Linked DNA regions of Hordeum vulgare: region 2 is linked to region 1. The links are chromatin contacts, called in public Hi-C maps. All regions are on one chromosome and are shown on one strand. Each heading gives the region's core, a stretch centred on a gene start, on an enhancer-like site or on the middle of the called end of the contact. The rest is flanking DNA. Distances are from core to core; before and after follow the strand shown. Region 1 holds the start of LOC123438675 (CCR4-NOT transcription complex subunit 1-like). Region 2 holds the start of LOC123438709 (pyruvate kinase isozyme G, chloroplastic).

The links. A called contact is a pair of places that touch in the nucleus more often than the background predicts.
Region 2: a Hi-C map of seedling shows a contact between it and region 1, with 8 times the contacts expected there. The contact joins the promoter of LOC123438709 here to the promoter of LOC123438675 in region 1. A contact is called at or near these places in 4 of 6 Hi-C or Micro-C datasets (leaf and seedling) and 1 of 1 datasets of contacts at active chromatin or transcription factors (embryo).

Annotation. Positions count from the first base shown.
Region 1 is chr1H:378,999,398-379,002,097 of MorexV3_pseudomolecules_assembly, reverse strand. LOC123438675 (CCR4-NOT transcription complex subunit 1-like) reads left to right here and starts at 1,429. Exons shown (of 51, transcript XM_045115795.1): 1 at 1,429-1,677; 2 at 2,467-2,700. The coding sequence starts at 1,579.
Region 2 is chr1H:379,407,429-379,410,128 of MorexV3_pseudomolecules_assembly, reverse strand. LOC123438709 (pyruvate kinase isozyme G, chloroplastic) reads left to right here and starts at 1,306. Exons shown (of 12, transcript XM_045115797.1): 1 at 1,306-1,635; 2 at 2,335-2,598; 3 at 2,674-2,700. The coding sequence starts at 1,438.

The DNA.
Region 1 (2,700 bases), core at 180-2,679:
TGTGGGAAGAGCCTGAGCCGAGCAACAATATCACGAGAACCTACATATGTGGTCCCCAAAAACGACGTTGAAGCGACAAACATGCATTTGGAGCTCCTCCAAATCCCACCCCCTCGAGGACCGGGCAGTAGCCCAGTGGCAAGGGCACATTGGTGTTACCTTGCAGACCGGAGTTTGGTTCCTGTCAGGAGCGAATTTTCCGCGATCTCTTCCGGATGAGATTCTCCTATAAAAATATGTCCTGAATGCTAGTGCTCATGGATATTTTTTTTTCAAACCCCACCCTTCTATATCAGGAGTGTTTGAGGGGATTTGGTGCGCATCGCGATTGTCTCGAGCTCATGTAGAAACTCGAAGAACCTCGGTCGGCGGAGCAGCCCATCATGGACTGCGAGCGTATGTTCCCGACCTCTAGCTTGTCAACCGTTCAACAACAATGATGATGTCTATACCGTATTAAAAAAATGAATGTGTGCGGAGAATGTGTGTGCTAGATCAACGAGAACGAGCATGTTCAGGCTGATATTCTAAAAATTGGCCTTTTTATTATCAATTTTGATATTTTTTGAATTTACCGTTGTTGCTTTGAACCATGCGAGGAGTGTGATCCGACGACTCACGACGAAGAACATTGTTCGGGTCAAATCTGCTTAATTAACAAGATGTATGATATACAAAAATCTGTAGTCTATAGTGCCTTTGCCTTTGGACAAAGTTGTTTTATTGCTTGGAACTTTTTTGAAATATGTGGTTTGAATGTTTTGAAATCTACCATCTTCGATGCTGCAGCTCCATCGTTTGACGCCTCTTTCCGGTCTCCTTGGTGTCGTATTGGTGTTCGTAATGAGACATCGTGGATGGTGGCGCAACCGTGATCGTGCATGGGGTTGGGCGGTGGTTTAGCTGGTCACTTCGGTTGGGCGGTGGGTTTTGGAGTGCGGGAGAAATCCTTACCGGTTCGTCCGGCTCCGATGCGGTGACACCGACGGGTGCCATAATTCCTTCCTAGAGTGTGTCAGTGGTATCCATCCCCCACCTTCTTTCGTGTGTCGGGGGAAACCCTAAAACTCGTCCGGGCAGCAGCGTCGTCGATGTCGCATCCCTTCTTGGAGGGCACATGGCAGATCGGAGCCTCGGCCTGTGGTGGTTTGTTTCCGGAAGGCGCAACGGTGACGGGTCATCCACTCTTTGTCGAACTGTTGTTGTTGGCATTTGTTTTTTCAGGTTTGATGTACTGTTCACCTTAGCAATGTTTTTTTATCGTGTTAGTTGCTTTGGAAGACAAAGCGAGGGGATTTTTTTTTAAATCTACCATCTTATGGGCCCTGGCTGGCGTCGCACAGTTCATAATGCATGAACAGAAATGGCTTCTTGGGCCAGTTGGCTGCGCAATCCATTACCCACCTGTCGCGCTACATAGGCGTTCCTGATTTCGCTGACCTTTTTCCCCCACCAGAGCTCGACAGAACACCGCTCGCCACCGCCTTCGCCTTCGCCTCTGCTCTCGCAGCCTCGCGCTCGTGCTGGCAGCGGCAAACCCAACCCTCACAACGACACCTGCCCTTCGCCGTCCGCGAGATGATCCCCTTCAATTCCGCCGTCGCCGACGAGGTCCGCTCCCTCGTTCAGGGCGCCGACGACTCTACCGGTGACTCCATCTACCGCGAGCTCTGCCAGGTTACGAGATCCCCCCGTCCCCTCTCCTCCCTCCCCGAAGCGGCTTCGTTTCTCCCGACGCATGCCTCCTGGTGATCGATTCATGTTCTGCCCGTCTGGATCGAAGGATCCGCCCCGTGATGGATTCGTGCTTAGGAACGCTTCTATTCCAGAACCAATCTAGGGTTTTGCGGATTTAGCTGTCTTACACTCGTACTTTTGCCCGATTTTAACCTAAAATTTGGTTGGGATATCGTGAACACTTTTGATCGGTTCCATTTGGGTGCGTAAGTTTCCAAAATATGTGGCGAAATTCACTCCTATGCGCAATTTAAGCTTTAGGATAGATATACAGTGAACAAAATTCTTCTTAGTCCTTTCCTCTTTTTTTTTTTTTTTTCTTCTTCTAAGTCCGTTCGTTTAGATTTGGTGTTCACAGTGCATATTATGGTGAAGGGCACATTTTGTTGTTGTTAACACAAAGAGCCCCTTAAGAAGAATATAAGAGGTTTTCACACGGGGCTTGTTGTTAAGTTGCATCTGTTTGCGGCCCAATCGTTGGAAGAATAGTTTCAAATATCTTTGCTTATATTTCAATATAAGATCTTGTGAGATGTATTCTACACTCTTCGCGTACTGTTTAGACAATTGGTGCAGTGATGCAGCATTCAGCAACTTCCTGATTGAATCTTGAAAGATGTGCTGCCTTAGTAATTTCCTTACATTCATCTGATTCCAGCAAGTTTTACTTTGTCTGAACTTATGGATTATAGTCACCCTAATATGTTTTTTTGTTTCACTTTTGTTCAGTTAGCTGACTGCAGTCCCGATGGTTGCATTTTACTGCTTCAAGTTTGTTTGGATGAAGTACTGCTGAATGCCGGGGTGGCAAAAAACTCTCAATCGAAACAAGATCTTTTATCCACCGTTTTCAGATATTGTCTGGATAAACCATACTTCAGTACCTGTTTTTGTGAAGCACTGAGGACTATATCTGTCAGTGATGCTTTCCTCGAAACGTTGTCAAATGAACTTGATCTATCA
Region 2 (2,700 bases), core at 57-2,556, 410 kb before region 1:
GTGGCGTTGCTGCCCTACAGTGATACGTCTGTCTACCGTGGAGTTGCTGCCCTACAGTGATACACCTGTCTACCGTGACGTTTTTTCTTTTTTGCAACGCCAGTCTACAGTGACGTTGCAGACCCACTGTGAAACGCCAACAGTGCTGGCGTTGCTGCCCCACATTAGATTGGCGTTGCAGGTCGATTGTGAAACGCCAACAGTGCTGGCGTTGCAGACCCACTATGAAACGCAGCGACGACATCCAGCCAGCCCACGGCATGCTGCCAGCAACATGTGTACTGCTGAAACGCCATGGACCATGGGGTTTCACTCGTGGCCTGCAACGCCACATTAGACTGACGTTTCTATGTGCGTCTGTAACGCCACATTAGACTGACGTTTCTATGTGCATCTGCAACGCCACGGACTCTGGCGTTTCAAAAAAGATCAGATCGTGAAATGGTTTCAATTAAAATTCATTTCGTGAAATACTTTATCCCATGGGTCAAAATCGTGAAAAAATCCACCCATTACAGGACACTGGTACGGACTGGGTTCAGATACGGGTAGCACTCACACTTCTTCTTCTTCTTCTCTTGACATGAAATCCACCTATGCTTCTTTTGTGAAGAGGAACATTGACGTGTATCTTCATGAAAAGGTCACCTAATTTATTCGGCACACCCGTGCGTGATATACGTGCGTTGACGGTATTATTGTGCCTGCACACCTCAACTGTAATCGGGAATAATAGCTGCACCATGGTTAAGTGTCGGAATCATGAGCCACGACGTCTCCCATTAATGGTTCAAACACCGCATGAGACATGTGGTTAGCACACTCAAAATTCACATTACCGGTTCAACGTTCGGCTTTGTATTGGAAGTAGCTTGTTCTGGAGCATAGCTTGTTCTGGTCGGGCCGGTGGCCGCACCGCTGACTGTAACCCTGTTTCCGATGAGCAATAGTATAAAATTAGTACTACTAGCAAGGAAAAAATAACCACGTGTGAGGTGCACTTGACTTGACTTGGGTGCAATGTTGCGTGTACGTGTACAAAAAAAAAAAGATGTTCAGAAAAGAAAACAACCAGTCCGCCATCTTCGCTGCAGCCAGCGGGTCCCACCCGTAACTGGCTCGTGCCAGGCAGGCAGGCAGGCACGCGAGTCTCCGGTTCTCTTGGGCGTTGGAACCGAGGCGACGAGCGCATCGTATGGACCGCGCCGCTGCGCCCACCTGGCCTCCGGGCCCTCCGGCCCCCCGCCACCACCACCACCACCTCCGGCGTATAAAGGCCCGGCCCACGGAGGGAACGGGCGGTGCTCCCCTCGCCTGTCCCAACATTAACCCTCGCGTCGCCCGCGGCCTCTCCCTCCCTCCCTCCCCCCCCTCCGCGACCACCAGCGCCCTCCCTATTCCCGTCTCTAGCGCGAACCGCGGGGCGTCCTCCAAACAATGGCGGCGGCGGCGGCGGCGGCGGAGATGGTGCGGGGGTTCGCCGCGACGGCGCGCGTGGCCAGGCCGGCCGCGACGGTGCCGGCGCCCCCGCAGCCGAGGCGGGCGGTCGCCGCGCGCGTGCTGCGGACCTCCGCCTCCGAGAAGGTGGCGGCGGATCTCTCCGTCGTCGGGACCAACGGCTCCCTCTCCGCTCTGGTGAGCGTCCGCTGCCTCTCTCTCCGTCCCTGCTGCTGCTGCTGCGCGCGCGCTTCTTCCTGCTTCCCTGGCGCTGCTCCGTGCGCGCTTAGTAGAGACCGGCCTCATGCTCTCGGCGTTCGACGCGGGTCGCTCCAGCCAGCGGCTGGCCTGGTCGCCCCGCGCTCTTGCAGTGTTCGGCGATTTTGATCCAGAGCACCGCGGTTGGGTTCGCCATCTCCTGTCTTGCTGGGATTTGTCTGTTTGTGCTTGTACCGTCGTGGAGTCGTCCTTGCCGCGCACTTTGTTAGTGGTCGATGTTCTGATCCCGAGCGCAGTGCCTGACGTGATCTGTTCCAGCTTACGGTAGGCTCGCCGTATAGGGCTTTTGATCTGCTCATCTCCACCACATTACACTCGGAGGACTTCATGCTCCTGGTCCGATGTCTGATCTGACTACAACTAGTGTAAACCAAAAAAAAAGCAGTCCGAACTTGAAAAATGGCTGGCTGATGATTATTGGACTCGAAATATTTGGTTTCCAATTCCTAGGCAATTCAGCCTCTTCAGCAGTTCCTGAGCAATTTTTAGATTGTTTAGCTAACAGCCCATTTGTTTCCATGCTACTTTTGCTTTGCAGTATGCTGAACGCGATGAGAGATTTAGCCATTCGAAACATGTGGTTCATTCAGTGACTGATTTATCTTTGTTTGCATGCAGAGCAATAATGATGTCAGTACTGACGCCACCTCACAAGCAGTGGATGTGACTCCCCGGAGGAAGACAAAGATAGTCTGCACCATAGGCCCCTCGACCAACACTCGTGAGATGATATGGAAGCTTGCAGAGACTGGAATGAATGTTGCGCGTATGAATATGTCCCATGGTGACCACCAGTCACACCAAAAAGTGATTGATTTGGTGAAGGAGTACAATGCACAGAACACTGATGGCAACACGATTGCTATTATGCTCGACACAAAGGTATGTCACGATTGAATTCATCAAATTAAATGCAGCAGTCAAATGCTTTAAGATGATTAAGGTTCGGCGATGCAGGGTCCGGAAGTGAGAAGTGGGGATCTT